Linked DNA regions of Mus musculus: region 2 is linked to region 1. A link is a contact called in public Hi-C data. All regions are on one chromosome and are shown on one strand. The core of a region is the stretch at or near the end of the contact, and the rest is flanking DNA. Distances in the headings are between cores, read along the strand shown.

Evidence for each region. A called contact is a pair of places that touch in the nucleus more often than the background predicts.
Region 2: a contact with region 1 is called in a Hi-C map of cortical neurons, with 1.6 times the contacts expected there. The contact joins two enhancer-like sites. A contact is called at or near these places in 1 of 39 promoter capture datasets (neural stem cells) and 1 of 484 Hi-C or Micro-C datasets (cortical neurons).

Annotation. Positions count from the first base shown.
Region 1 is chr9:34,537,542-34,541,054 of GRCm38.p6, forward strand. All of the region lies in intron 1 of Kirrel3 (kirre like nephrin family adhesion molecule 3), which reads left to right. Among named protein-coding and RNA genes, the nearest start is that of Kirrel3, 51 kb to the left of the region's middle. Within about 2 kb of position 1,675, at least 25 of the 459 cell types and tissues checked have an H3K27ac peak or open chromatin away from gene starts, as enhancers often do. A contact at or near this core is called in cortical neurons, where this site is marked.
Region 2 is chr9:34,918,567-34,922,201 of GRCm38.p6, forward strand. All of the region lies in intron 2 of Kirrel3 (kirre like nephrin family adhesion molecule 3), which reads left to right. Kirrel3os (a long non-coding RNA gene) reads right to left here. Exons shown (of 16, transcript XR_003948304.1): 16 at 1-3,139. Among named protein-coding and RNA genes, the nearest start is that of Gm45955, 50 kb to the left of the region's middle. Within about 2 kb of position 1,740, at least 12 of the 459 cell types and tissues checked have an H3K27ac peak or open chromatin away from gene starts, as enhancers often do. A contact at or near this core is called in cortical neurons, where this site is marked.

The DNA of each region.
Region 1 (3,513 bases), core at 425-2,924:
ATGCATGATTCCTCTCCTCCATGATGATCCTTGCCATGGCGTTTCATATCTGTGGTAGGTAGTCAGCTAGCTGCTCCCAGAGAGATGCTAACATTTGGATCTTGAATGTCCCTCAAATAGCCACGTGTTAAAGGGTCAGTCTCCAAGGTAGTTCTATTGGCATGTGATAGAATCTTTGAACAGGAGGTCTTAGGAAAGGGTCATTGGAAGCAGACCTTTGACAGGGGTTATGTACCTCAGAGCTCCTTCCCCAGTCACTGTTTGTATTTCTGGAGGATGTGGTAGGCAGTTTTGCTCTGCCATTCGTCCCTGCTATACTACCCAGCACCCTCCTCAGAGGCTTAAAGGCAATGCATCCACCCAACCAGAGAATGGAACTTCTAAAGCATGAACCAATATAAACCTTTCCTCTTCATGAGTTGCTTATTATGGATATTTTGTTACAATGCTAGAAAACTGACTAATACAGGACTAAGAGAACTTTACCAATTTAATTTGATTCAAAATTTGTGAATATTTCTCAGTGTTACCAACACGAAGAAACTTTATTTCTGAACTAAGTATGCATCTTTGAATTTTCCTCTACTTGAGAAAAGTCTCCGGCCTCCTGGACCATGAATCTTTTCTCTAGCAGGTCTAATATTGGCAATTTTCCCTCCTTTGGACGGTGTATCTTTGTTCCTAGGGAGGCCTGACTTTCATTCTCTTTTGTCACCTTTTAGGTAAAGAAGTCTGAGTTTTGAATACAAATGAGATTTGATAGAACATACTAGCATGCTAGAATTTCTAAGATAAGAATGCAGACAAGACTCATGGTTTCCCATCCAATCTTCATTCTGTGAGTTGAGATGGGGAAGAGAGAGGGAGAGAAAGAGATGTAGTTCCCCAACCAACCAACCTTCTGTGAGGTAAGATGTTAAGGAAGAAGAAAAAGGGAGGGGGGAGGAAAGAATGGAGGGAATAAGAGAGAAGGGAGGGGAGGAGGGAGGGAAGAAAGGGAAGAAAGAGGGACTGAGGGGGGAAGACAGAGAGAGAGAGAGTGTGTGGCATAGTGGCACGGAGCAAGACTGGTTGGCCAAAGTGTCCCCAGCTGTGCCTCACAGAAGGCTGTATCTTCTATGTGTAGGAGGAACATGAAAATGTCTTAAAATATGCCAAGCGTGAGTGAGTAAGGGCCTGAAAGCAGAAACAAGAATGAGTGGTGAGAAGATCATAGTGGGGAAGCAAGGCTTGCCTGAGCTGGACCATTTATGAGTCATGAAATTGGGTGACTAAACTCAGATTCCAAAAGGCCTTGGCCACCAAACAATGTAAACAATGGAGATCAGAGCAGTGTGGTCCTTATGGACATCAGACACCCTTTGATGTTTTAAAGCTGAGACATAATTCAATGCTCAGGTTGAGAGTTGTGGCCAGATGCCTTACATTTCTCTTGGGCCCGTTGCCTGATCTATCTTGGACTCCAAACACACTGGCATGCAGATTTTCTTGGATTCTTTATTTTGCTTTGAATGTACACAGTGGAGAACTCGATGTGAGCTTGGCTGGTTGCTCTAAAGGAAAGGGCTGTGTTGTGTATGCATCTGTTGATGCAACTGGTACCCAGACCATCTGTGGGTGGTTCCTGCCATTCTTAGCAACCTTCCTCTCTTGGAGAATGAAGGGTGCTACGTTGAGTCACTTGGTGGCCACCGAATTTTATTTTTGGAATGTGTCCTAGATATAGCAGGCGTCCCACTCACCATGCAGAAGAAAATGCCCTTTGAGAAGAGGATCCCTATTTGCCTGACAACAGCACTCTGGTACAGCAATCTCTCTCTTTTGTCAGAGGTTGAATGGAGAGATGCTCAGCCTTTGATATCTGCTAGCTGGAGCCCAGGGAGAACCTAAGCACCATGGGGTGCTCCCAGCCTGACTTGCACTTATCTGTCACTCCATGAGAAGCACATCACCATTTCAGTGTTCCAGAAGAATCAGAATATCAACATTTAAGAGCTACAAGGAACATTATCCCCTTGACAGCAGTTCCAGTAAAGGGTCATTCTGCTGATTCTTTCTAGCTTCCTCTTCAGAAAACTCACCACCCCACAAAGAATTATAATTCATGGTGCCCAGATAACTCATCATGCTGGTGGAAACACTGAACTATGTATCTAGAGCTAACCAAAAATAACTATGGGGCCAACTGATCCATCTCTAGGAACTTGTTTAAAGGAATAAATGAATGAATGAGTATGGATGGATAAATTTAGGGTATTCATTTCTCTGTGTGTGCACTAGTAGAGGATCCTGTTTGGAAACCTGTTTGTGAATGCTAAATATCAATATAGAGAGCAAAGAATAGCTAACAATTTTAGCCCTTGCTGTGTGCCAGGCACATTCCTGAAAATCTTCCATGTATTATTTTCATTGATCCTTGACTCAGTCCTGGCTGCTTGGTGGAGCATGTACATGTGTGCTAGGTGCACTCAGGAGTGAGCACTTCGAGATTTTGATAAGCAGCTGGAGGTGCCTCCCTTCTGACACCTCTTCCAGGAAGGCTCCTGAATTCTTTTTTTCTTTTTTTCTCCCTCGGTGCTGTTAAACTAACATGTTGGCCCAGGCCAGTCACCTTTCAGAGCAGGTGGGAGTTTTGGGGACTTTGGGGAGAAGCACAAAGAAAGCCTGGAGGGAGGAAACTGAATCTCGCTGGTTTGTCATAAGTGTCTTTCTAGCAAATGCATTTTCCTGCGTAGTTGTTTCCCATGTCTTGGGAAACCTAAGTCCTTCAGAGCTATCTTCTTCTCTCAGTCCTAGAGTAGGGATAGCCCATTATTTAGAGTGCTGTATGGTGAGCCAGGATCGCTACAGCATTCTACTTTTTTTCTAACTTTCGGACTAGTGCTCAACTTTCCTGGACCCTCTCTGTGCCTGGGACAGGACTGAGAACTCTTCTCAGTTGCACTAATCTCCCTCCATAAAGGAGGATGGGTTCATACAGCAAGAGAGCTTTTACTTTGTTCTGATCTTGAAACTTGACCATTTTTTTTTACTATCAAGCCCAATTTCAATAATATAGAATTGGTTTCTTATTAAATCATAGGAAAAAGATATCAAGCGTGGTAGGTATTGTACTTTAAGTTGATTACAAAAAGCATTTATTGAGGTTTAACCACTAGGAAGTGGATAGAAAATCAATTACACGGTAGTTAAGCATCCAATAATATGTGTTTTAATGAACAATTCATACTTAACACCTCTTATGAAATAATGAGCTGTGTTGGAGTTTGGGGACAACCAAGCAACACTTGGGATATCTGGGCTGACTCTCAAGGGACCCTGGACCATGTTTGATCAAATAGCATCTCAGAGCTTTGGACCAATGATATATGAGGGCTGGTTCACTGTCTGTGCTAGCCTCACGCCTCAGCACTTACTACATAAATAGACATACAACTTCTTGGAGTTTCCCCATGGAGACTGAAAAAAAATGTGCAGAGGTCAGACTGGCCTGACGAGTGACCAGGGTAGGAT
Region 2 (3,635 bases), core at 490-2,989, 380 kb after region 1:
AGATACACCACTTTGATACCTACACACCAAGGAATGATGGTAGAAAAATATTGAAGTTTTTGTCTTCCATAATTAAATGGTTATGTTTCTGTGAGAGCTAAAACTTTGTATGCACAGTAAAAAGGCCACCATCTGTGACACTCAGATGTCTCAAGACTCAGCTGAGGTAGGTGACTCAGGAAGCACTGGGTGGCACTATGTGGGTTAACAGTGTGCAGTGAAGAGTACACACACTATGTGTTTAGAACCAAGGCCGCAGTGCCTCCAACAGATGTGACATTGGTATGACAGATATGTGACACAAGTGAGTACTGCCAGAAACACCTCATTCACTGCATGTTTGATTTCAAGTTCAGTGTTTGGGTCACTGCATGCTCAGAAATCTTTCACTGATGCCAAATTTTCTATCACCGCATATAGCCCTCTTACAACCACCCCCAGTGGTGTCATGAGCCACAGTCTAATAAGCTGGGATGTCATCCATACCATCTTTTGATGGTTAAACATCCTTACCAAGTTTCACTGAATGGAAAGAACTTTGCGGGCAGTAGAGCTGGGCACTTAGGACTGACCGCCTTCACCCAGTGGCTCTCAGTGCAAGGCACAGTGCCAGCCCTGTGGCATGTGAAGGCGGTCCCTGCTCCCAAGGCTATCAAGCACATAATATGGTAGAGCGGTGTCACAGCTGCCTGTCCCAGGTATGAATAATCAACTGTGGCCACAGAGAAGGAGACACCTCTCAGGATGAAAGCCATGTGAGGTGTATCCAGGGTAGCTTCTTGGAGAGCTTAACACTTGGCTGCTTTCCTGAAAGAGGCCATTGCAACCAATGCTTGAACCCTTGCCATGGCTGTGAGGGCCTGGCTCTTCCATCTCTTCCAACAGACTCTCATAAAGAGGTGAGATAGATAGATAGATAGATAGATAGATAGATAGATAGATAGATAGACAGACAGACACACACACATATACACTATTATACTCCTTTAGCTCCAAGACTCTTCATTCTAGCATTCCAACTGTACTAATGAGGGGTCAAGTGACCTGGGAAGCAACAGTTATTGAGAAGATATTGGGGTCTCCCCCTATGCTGTGTCTTGAGGAGACTTCCTCTCCCCTCTCTGCCTCTCTGCCTCTCTGCCTCTCTGCCTCTCTGCCTCTCTGCCTCTTTGCCTCTCTGCCTCTCTGCCTCTCTGCCTCTCTGCCCACATCTAGTCTCAAAGCTCCAATCACTGAACTCACTAAATGCTGAGACCCTCACTCCAGGCCCCTCCCCCAGAGTCTGGAGAAGGCACAGAAGAGTGGAAATGAACGAAGTGCCTAATGACTTGTGGTGCCATAAAGTTCTCAGAGCTGTGTAGCGGAATGAGCATGTTTGGGGGCAGAGATGAATTACCCAGGACTTTACCGAGGGGAAGTCAGTAAAAACCTGAAGGCACTCATAGCACTTTCTCAGGATGGTCATTGCACAGTAGCAGGTCCAGCACTCTGAAAGCAGCAATGGGATACTGTTTTTCTCCTCTGCTCCATCTGCTTCTTCCTTGTGCCTTTCTTGCTGAAATATATTTGTTTCTATGGAAACGGTGTTGTTACTGGTATGGGAGGAGTTTAAGACATTCAGAAGTACCAAATCAGGTCCATTTATATAATGGTTTGAAATACACATAATAGCCTATGGAATATAGGACATGGTGACAGTTTCAGTAACTGCATACCGAGTGTGGGATAAATAGAGCAATGTAACAGTTCCCCACCTCTGAGTCAAATGAACTAGGAATAACCACCATTCTTAGCAGTAAAGAGTAACACATCTCAACTGCTATTCACGAAAGGATCTCAAAATAGAGCACAAGCCACTCCTCTCTTGCTGAGGAAGGATGCTAGGCCACAGTTCCTCTGCACCTGGCAAAGTGTGGCCCAGAATCATGTGCTATGGGTGCAGAGGTGAGGATGTGGTTGTGGGTGCTCTCGGGCCCAGAAAGAGGCGAGCTTCCCATCCAACACCCATTCATCTGCCACTCTGGCTAGCCTACTCTCACTGTGCTGAGAGCTGCACTTGGGACTGTTCTGAAAGTTCATTTATGTTTGCTTTGAGGATTTATCAGGTGCTGACTGTGTACTCAGAGCTGTGGGAGACATGGGAGAATATTCTCACTTTGCCCGGTTACCCCAGAGGCACATTTAAATGTGATCATTTATCTGCAGGAAAAGAGGGTACCAGAGTGACATTTAAAAAATTGACATGGAAGAATGGAACCAACACGGGGTATCACCAGCCTGTTATCACTGCGGACAGCTAGAGCCGAGATTCATAGGAACTCTGAGACATGTTGTAGAATAATGAATCAAAGTCAGGAGACCCCAGGAGTGGGACATTTACATACCATCTCTTAAGGTAAATTGGCTGGAAGATGCTTAGGGCTCATACACAAGGGGTGGGAGTGTTTGCTTCCAGCACTCCTGCTGGCCCCAGCACCTCCTGATTGGCATGAATACTGCCTAAGAGAAATCTTCCAACAGAAGGGATCACTGGAACTGGGGATCAGAAGCTGTCCCCTGCAGCAGCCAAAAGAGGTCATCAGCTCCCCCTGAAACTGGAGTTACAGATGGAAAGGCACTGGACAGCCTCCATGTGAGTGCTGGGAATTGAGCCTTTGTCTTCTAGAACGACTGTTCTCAACCTGTGGGTTGTGACCCTTTCGGGGGGATCACATACCAGATAACTGTGTATCAGACACTCACATTATGATTCATAACAATAGCAAAATTACATTTACGAAGTAGCAACAAAAATAATTTGAGTGAACATTGTCATACAAGAAAAAAAGTCATAGCTGCCTGTGAGGACCAGAAAAGTAACATGGGTGAACAGAATAAAACCGTAAATAAAATGGTGTGTTATTTGCATGAAGCAAACACTTCCTCAAGTACTATTTAATTAGGGATAAAACAAAGAAAAAATATTTTTATTTTTAACAACCAACCCTTTAAAACAAATGTTGCATGTACTTGTTGTAAAGATAACATATATGTAATGGCTATGCAGGAAAAAAAAGTTTCTTAGTACTTACTGTTCCAAATGGATACTCCAATTCAATCCCATTTATGCAGAGATCAGGAGTACTGGGAGAGGGATAGCCTGTGGGAGAAACCACAATGACGAGTATTCTTCATCTTTATTCATGAGGTAGGGGCCTTATGAACACATGTCACCAAGGAAGAAAGCTGGACTATTTCATAAGCAAAGAGCAAATGCAATACTAAAAGGAAGCCGTTGGGATGACCCCCTTGTTGTGCTGGAGAGTGGCAATCTGCACTCTGTACAAGGCAGGGGGTCAGTATGGCTGAAGTCAGCCTCCCAGGTCAAGCCAAGAGCTGTTATGAGAGGACCTTGATAGAGGGCACTCTGCCCTGGAATGTAGGAGTACCAGCTCCCCAGCTACATACCAGCTGGGTAGCCTTGGGCATGTCATTAACCATGCTGTGTGTCCATGTCCACACTATACAACCCTGAGCAGTGTGAAGGCCAAGTCCAAGCTCAGCTGTTTGAAAGAGGGTTTTGTAATGCACATAAGTGGGAGGTGGCATGGTTCGCTTATACACTCAGCTAACATTGGTTGACTGTGTGCCAATCA